Linked DNA regions of Rattus norvegicus: region 1 is linked to region 2. Evidence: chromatin contacts called from public Hi-C data. All regions are on one chromosome and are shown on one strand. Each heading gives the region's core, a stretch centred on a gene start, on an enhancer-like site or on the middle of the called end of the contact. The rest is flanking DNA. Distances are from core to core; before and after follow the strand shown. Region 1 overlaps Gna14 (G protein subunit alpha 14). Region 2 holds the start of Gna14 (G protein subunit alpha 14).

Region 1 (3,258 bases), core at 625-3,124, 170 kb after region 2:
GGAGGACTTCATGGTCACCCACCCACACATTCCTTCCTCTTTTTAAAATATAAATGTTGCTGTAAAATTATAAAAAAAATGCTGTCTTTTACCCTGCACTAGGTTTGGCACCGCAGTGCCCCAAGCTCTCTGGTAGACGTCTTCATCTCAGTCAGCAAAGCCTCTCACCCGCTCTGCTCCATCCCATATCACACTGCCGGTGGCTTCTCTCTGAGCCTGGCAACAATCTCTCTATCTATCTAGTTCCCAAGGCAGGCTGCCACCATGCCAGACATACGTATGTCTCCAGTCATCACACTCTCTTGAATTCAATTAAATCGCCACATGAAAGAACACACAACACAATAATAACCTCTGATCCAGTTGATAAGATATAATTGACCACTAGACATACAAAGCCCTGTACACATCCATCCCTTAAGAACATTCATAAAAACCCATGAATGTGCGGAGAGGAACCTTAACATCAGCCTCCATGGTCTCTCGGCTGCTTCTCCTACCTTCTCCAGTCTCCTCCCCTCTCTAAAACTTTTCTCCCGCCCATCCTTCCTTCTCGTCCAATGACAGGCCTCATTCTATCTTGTACCTGCCTTCACCTATATAATGACATCCTACATTTAACCCTTTTTGTCTAATTAAAAAAAACTTTTCTTTCAAATATAAGCTGAGCACAGCTATTATCATTTTGTAATTAAAAGCATAAAATATATCTAACACCCAGTCCAACACTTTATCAGTTAAACAGAACATTTAGTTATCCATTCCAGCTTAAGAAAGGCTTAAAATCTATGTTATATTCTGGCTAGCTTGTATACTATCTGATAGCTATCTAATAAGATATGCATTTTCAAAGTCAAATAGCCTGATAGGCTATGAGACTGTAATCAGTCTTCAACCCCATCAGAAATCTGAGAATGACCAAATATCTATACACATAGGAAGCCTAACACAGCTTCCAGAGCTGAGAGGTTGTAGAGACAAATCTCCACTAGCACAGTCCTCTGTTAGCCACATGTGAGCGCAAATCTTCAGCCTTCTGACCCAAAATCAACTGACAGACCCTTGAAATGCAGAAATCTTGAAGGGTTGATAATTCTGTCTTGGCAAAATTATCAGTCAACCATTCTGCATAAGGTGTCCCTTTTTGGACAGTATCAGTCTGTAGATGAAATAGGCAGTTTCTGCCTAGCCACAAAATATTACCTCACCTGGAGGTAGAAATGCTTATTTTCTTTGTTAAATCTAGCAAAGGAGAACTCTTTCTACCCCCCCCCCGCCCTTCTCTCCTTGACCCCTTTTTCCTTCTCTCCCCTTTCCCCTCCCCCTTTCCAGCCTCTCCATTGTCTGTATGTATGTATGTATGTATGTATGTATGTATGTATGTATGTATGTCTTCTATCTGCCCCTACTCCCTTCTCAACTCCCCTTCCCATGGCCTAAATAAACTCTATTCTATACTATACCACCTTGGGGTTGGTACCTCAGGGGGAAGGGATACCTCAGCATGGGCCACCGCGGAGGCACCCCTCCCACCTCACCATACCTTACCCTACCAAAATATATTCTGGTCTTAAAAAGAAAAAGAAAAGAAAACACAACACCCAATGGAGAATGATTCCTTCATAAAACAGACCCCAGATGAATGAATTCAGATATATAGAGGGGGACAGTGGTGTGCTACATGGGTGAATTTAATTATCCAGCTGTTTCCAGGGGTCACAAGCGTTTGTGCATGTGTGTGTGCATGTGTGTGTGTGGGGGGGGGGTCATAGAAGTGTTTAAAGCCCTGCAGATCATCTGGGTTCTGACCCAACAACTTGGCACTGTTGTGGTCAGTGTGAAAGGAGACGGTGTGACAGCCGAGGCTATGTTCCAGAAGAATGTTATTCACAAACTGAGTCAGGGGCTGGATTTGGTCCACCAGCTCCATTTTGACCAACTACACTGCAATCATTCATGTTTCAGAAGTCACTTTGGCAAAAGAGGTTTTGTGAGTCTCTAAGTAGCGTAGACATCACTCTGCCTTCAAGCAATTCCACTTCTTTTCCATTTGAGTACAGGCAGCCCGGTTTCCCCTGCCTCCTCTATACTCAGTGGACACTTTCGACCAACCCTGGCTCACTGAACTGTGTCTAGACGTGATGTCTTCAGCATCCAGACCCAGTTCACAGAACTTCTGCCCGATGTTCCCTGCTCTTTCCACTCTTCTGCGGGCATGGAAGACTCCAGGACCCAGGATGTTGTTAGAGTCACCTGCTGCTGTGAGCCTGGGTCCCAGAATAACAGTGTGCCGTGAAGCTTCTCGCCCCACCCTACAAGGACTCCCACTGGACTGGGCAGGGGCGTGAAACAAATGTCAGCGTTCCGTGGGTATCAGGGTACATATCCGGACAAAGAACAGACACTGAAAGAGAGGGAAAGAGCAGATCTTATGTTTGTTGGACTGAACTGTCTCCTGTAAAACAAACAAAGCTGAAACTAAGGCCACTCCAGAGCCAGACGAGGAGGAGCAAGTTGGTGGCAGGAAACCCTATCTGTCATGGGACACATCACGAGGCCTCTAGGCACATGCGGCCCAACTAACCCCAAAGAAGTGATCACAGGAAGGGCAGCTTTCTTCAGCCACATAGTGAGCCCTGCTTCTGGTGGGTTCCACTGTCTTGGTGGATTCAAACTGCCTTAGGTTTAAAATACTTAAAACATAAAACCCAGGGCCTGTTCTGAACACGCAGACACCTCCCCCGTTTAGTGTTTTCTGAGATATGGTTTCTCTGTATAGTCCTGGCTGTCCTGGAACTTACTGTGTACACCAGGCTAACCTTGAACTCACAGGTCTGCCTGCCTCGGCCTCTCCAGTGCTGGGATTAAAGGCATGAGCCACCATATGACTGTTTCTTTTGTCATCATTCCCTTCCAGGAGTATCTGGCCTTTAGAGATTGTCACATGACATCATCTACAAAAACCATGCATGGAAGTTGGGCAATCAGGTTACAAACCAAAACCAAAAACAACAACAGCAGCAACAACAACAACAACAACAACAACAACAACAATAACAACAACACCCTGTTTGTAGTAAGTTTGTGATTTCGGGTTAGGCTGTAGTCATAGCTGTCCTGAGTTGCATGTGTCCTATGGACCTCAGCCTGGACACAAGTGTCTAAGTAAGACATATAACAACTCGTGAAAGCATTTACATTGGTGGTTTACGGGGTGTGAGCAGGTCCTACAAAATGCTCTGAAATCTTAAAGAGGAT
Region 2 (3,368 bases), core at 3-2,502:
TGGTCCTGCTAAGACTGAACCCCCAGGGAACGTGATTGTTGGGGGGAGGGTGGCAATGGGGGGAGGGTGGGGAGGGGAACACTCATAAAGAAGGGGAGGGGAGATTAGGGGGATGTTTGCCCGGAAACCCGGAAAGGGAACAACATTCAAAATGTAAATAAGATATACTCAAGTTAATAAAAAAATAAATAAAAAAATGAAAAAAATAAATAAATGCACGTGTGTATTCTCCCCATACCATTTCTGTCTTACTGCTTACATGTTTGTGTGTGCCTTGTCTTTTCTGCTGGATGTGTTTTGAGGAGTCTCCCGTTTGTTGTCCTTATGTAGTCATGCACGAATGGTGGGAATATAGTCTAAGGAGTGAATGGCTACTCAGCTACAATGGTTCACGAATGTTGCAGTGTTCTTATACAAGCTTGGACCATTATGCTGTCATTGGATGGTGTGATTTTTTTTCCCAGTGTTGAATGTACAGAAGGCAAGTGCTTTACCACCTAGCTACATGCCCAGCCCTGAAGTAGATGGTGGCACCACCATGTTGTATGCAGGCTGACGTTCACCAAAACATCCTAAAGTGTTATTCATTGGAACATAATGTTACTCATAAATTACCTCAACGGATACATGATATCATCCTAGGTGGACAAAAACATAGTTAATTCAGCCTATTTCCTGCTGTTGACATCTTTCCCATTGAGTTTTTATTGTTAGCTGAAGATAGAAATCTTCAGCACTCGTACTATAGAAGGATTACAGGTTTGATCAAAGTGAATGGGAACACTGAGGGCTTCCGGTAGGTACTGCCAAGTTCACCAGGGCCGATCTGTCACGATCTGTTTTGGAAGGCTAGTGACTGGAGCCTGAACTGGTCAGTTATTCCAGTTAAGTTGGAATTCAGATTTGCACTGGTTTTAATATCTATGGGAGACTAAAGAGTGTGATTGTGGAGTTTGAGGAGCCAAGTAGTGGTGGCAGTCTTGTCACCTGTAGGATCCAAGGGAAAAAGTGGGTGACAGATTGCAGAGAAAAAAAATCCAGAAATTTTCCAGTAGGGGACACTGTTGTCGTTAATTTATGCTTGGAAGGGTACTAAAATACAGGACATTTTAAAGCCTGATTGGTCTGCACTTCTTAAACTGTAAAGTAAACAAGACTTTGCAGCCAGATAGCATTAGCTGCCAAGTTCTTATATAATGACCACGGCGCCCCACTCCTGCTTCAATTGCTCTTCACAGAGGAAGCATTAGCCTCTGATTCCGTAAGTGTGCACAAGTCATATGCCTACTTGAATAGAAGGAAAAGAAGATTCTTTGCCATGGTCCCTCAGGATCCCTTATCTGCACCTTAAAATCTGCACAGACAAAATCAGCGAGGGTAATTTGCCTTTCCATTTGAGTTGTCAAGGGTGCTTTTAGATTTCCCACATCTACTCGCAAGAGTTCCAGGAGCTGTCCGGAAGCAGCAGTCTGGCTGCAGGGCTGGGCAGGGAACTGGCCAGGTGTGCCGGGAAGGTGCCAACTCTTTCTACAAAGCAGAAGTCTTTTCCATCATCGAATGCAAAGCAGCCAGCCGGTTTCCACCCTCACCTCTCCAGTCCCCGGCCCCCTCATCCGGTGCGGGGAGATAGAACAGGCTGGGAGGCGTTAACTAGCCCTCTGCTCCTTTCCCGGATCTGGAGGCAGCTGCAGTTCCTAACCCAGCCAGCGGGCCCATCTGCACTAGCTTCGAGCTGACCCACGGATTGCGCTAAGCCCAAATTGAGTTGTGGCATCCCGGGAAGCGGAGTGAGCGGGTCTAGAAACCCCAAGTGTGAGACGTGGAGAAAGAAGCTGGTGGGTAAAGTTCAGCGTCAGGTGGGAAGAGAGGTCTGAGCCTAGCTGCTGGCATGCGGTGTGTGGCCGGGCTGCAGACGTCTGGCTCGGGTCCGCTAGTGCGCTGCCTCTTCCTCTGGCACTGAGGTTGGGAGTTGGCGAAATTCCCTCACCTGTCTGAACCCGGATCTGGCAGCGGGAAGGGGGCTGGAAGCCAGTGCCTGCTGGTTACAGCAAGCTTGGCAAGTGGACCTGCCTGCACTAGGGCGCCACCGCCAAGGAGGGAGGTGTGAGACTGCTCGCACTCCAGCCTCTTGTTGCTCTCCTTTGTCCCCAGGCACCAAAGGCTTGGGGTAGGTCTTCAGGCAACTCCTGTAGACGTCAAGGCTGTAGGTTCGAGACGCCCCGCCTCCTCCTGTCACTTAGAGCCATCACTCCAGAGTCCTGGAGGAACCTTCCATTCGGCGAAGGTCTAAGGATTGAGATTTTCAGAACACTGCAGACAGGGACTAGCTGGTCCTTTATCTGCAAGCCACGCCACACCTGCTGCTAGCCTACGACACCCTACAGTCGCGGAGAGACCACTCTTGCAGCGGCACCGACGCCCCAACTTTTGATTCGCGGTCTGTGTTGCCTACCTGGGTGCCCAGCTACAGTGTCTGGGAGCGCACATCTTCTGGAGACAGCGCCACTCACACCGCCCAACTCGCTCTTCTCTCCCTCCCAAGCGCCGGGTTGAGTGCCTGATCCGGGACCACACAAGCACTCAGGACTCGCCGGACCTCGGAACTACCTTCGAGAAAGCGGTTAGCCCAGGAGGTCCGAGCCTCTTGCTCCATACCATAGTCTGTTCAAGTGTTTCCTCTTCAAATCCAGCGCCTGGCGCGGATAATCCGCACAGCCGGGCTTTAAACTCCAGGTCCCTGTCGCTCTGTTGGGGTGGTAAGCCATGGCCGGCTGCTGCTGTCTGTCTGCGGAGGAGAAAGAGTCGCAGCGCATCAGCGCGGAGATTGAACGGCAACTTCGCCGCGACAAGAAGGACGCGCGCCGCGAGCTCAAGCTGTTGTTGCTGGGTGAGTGGCCGCGTTTTACCAGCGCACCGCTCCGGTGTTCCCGACTCCTTCCTATCCCAGCAAGCCTGCTCGGTGACTTGAGTTTCTTCCAGGTTCCTTCCAGGCTCACAAGTGCTACCACCTCCGGGTTTAGGCACGGGTCTTTTCGCACCTGGGAACCAGGGTGACCTTCGATTGCAAACTCCCAATATCTCAGAGCAGGGCTAGGGCTCAGCTCTTGGGCCCTTGTCTGTTTTTCACCCCCCTCACCCTCCCCGTCTCTGCGGGTTGTTGCCCTTGGGCTCCCAGAAGGCTGCTGCGGAACCCCCAAACTGGTTGTTGGCTGGTGATGGGGAATGCCTAACTCACAGTTCAGGTTCGGTTCTTGTTGGGGGCCTGACTGCAGGCACCACTTGCAGCGTGCAGCATAGTTTTTTACCTGCCATGTAAGGTCACGTAGGAATGCTCTGTCCTCACTGTAGAGGAAACCCTAGAAACCGAC

What was found. Hi-C and Micro-C count contacts between places; a contact is called where the count stands out from the background.
Region 1: a Hi-C map of Schwann cells shows a contact between it and region 2, with 6 times the contacts expected there. The contact joins the enhancer-like site here to the promoter of Gna14 in region 2. A contact is called at or near these places in 11 of 12 Hi-C or Micro-C datasets (the A7r5 cell line, the Rat2 cell line, Schwann cells and 6 more).

Annotation. Positions count from the first base shown.
Region 1 is chr1:223,305,862-223,309,119 of GRCr8, forward strand. The region is part of intron 2 of Gna14 (G protein subunit alpha 14); the gene reads left to right. Among named protein-coding and RNA genes, the nearest start is that of Gna14, 170 kb to the left of the region's middle. Within about 2 kb of position 1,875, at least 5 of the 93 cell types and tissues checked have an H3K27ac peak or open chromatin away from gene starts, as enhancers often do. A contact at or near this core is called in Schwann cells, where this site is marked.
Region 2 is chr1:223,140,550-223,143,917 of GRCr8, forward strand. It overlaps Gna14 (G protein subunit alpha 14), which reads left to right and starts at 1,253. Exons shown (of 7, transcript NM_001013151.2): 1 at 1,253-2,887. The coding sequence starts at 2,764.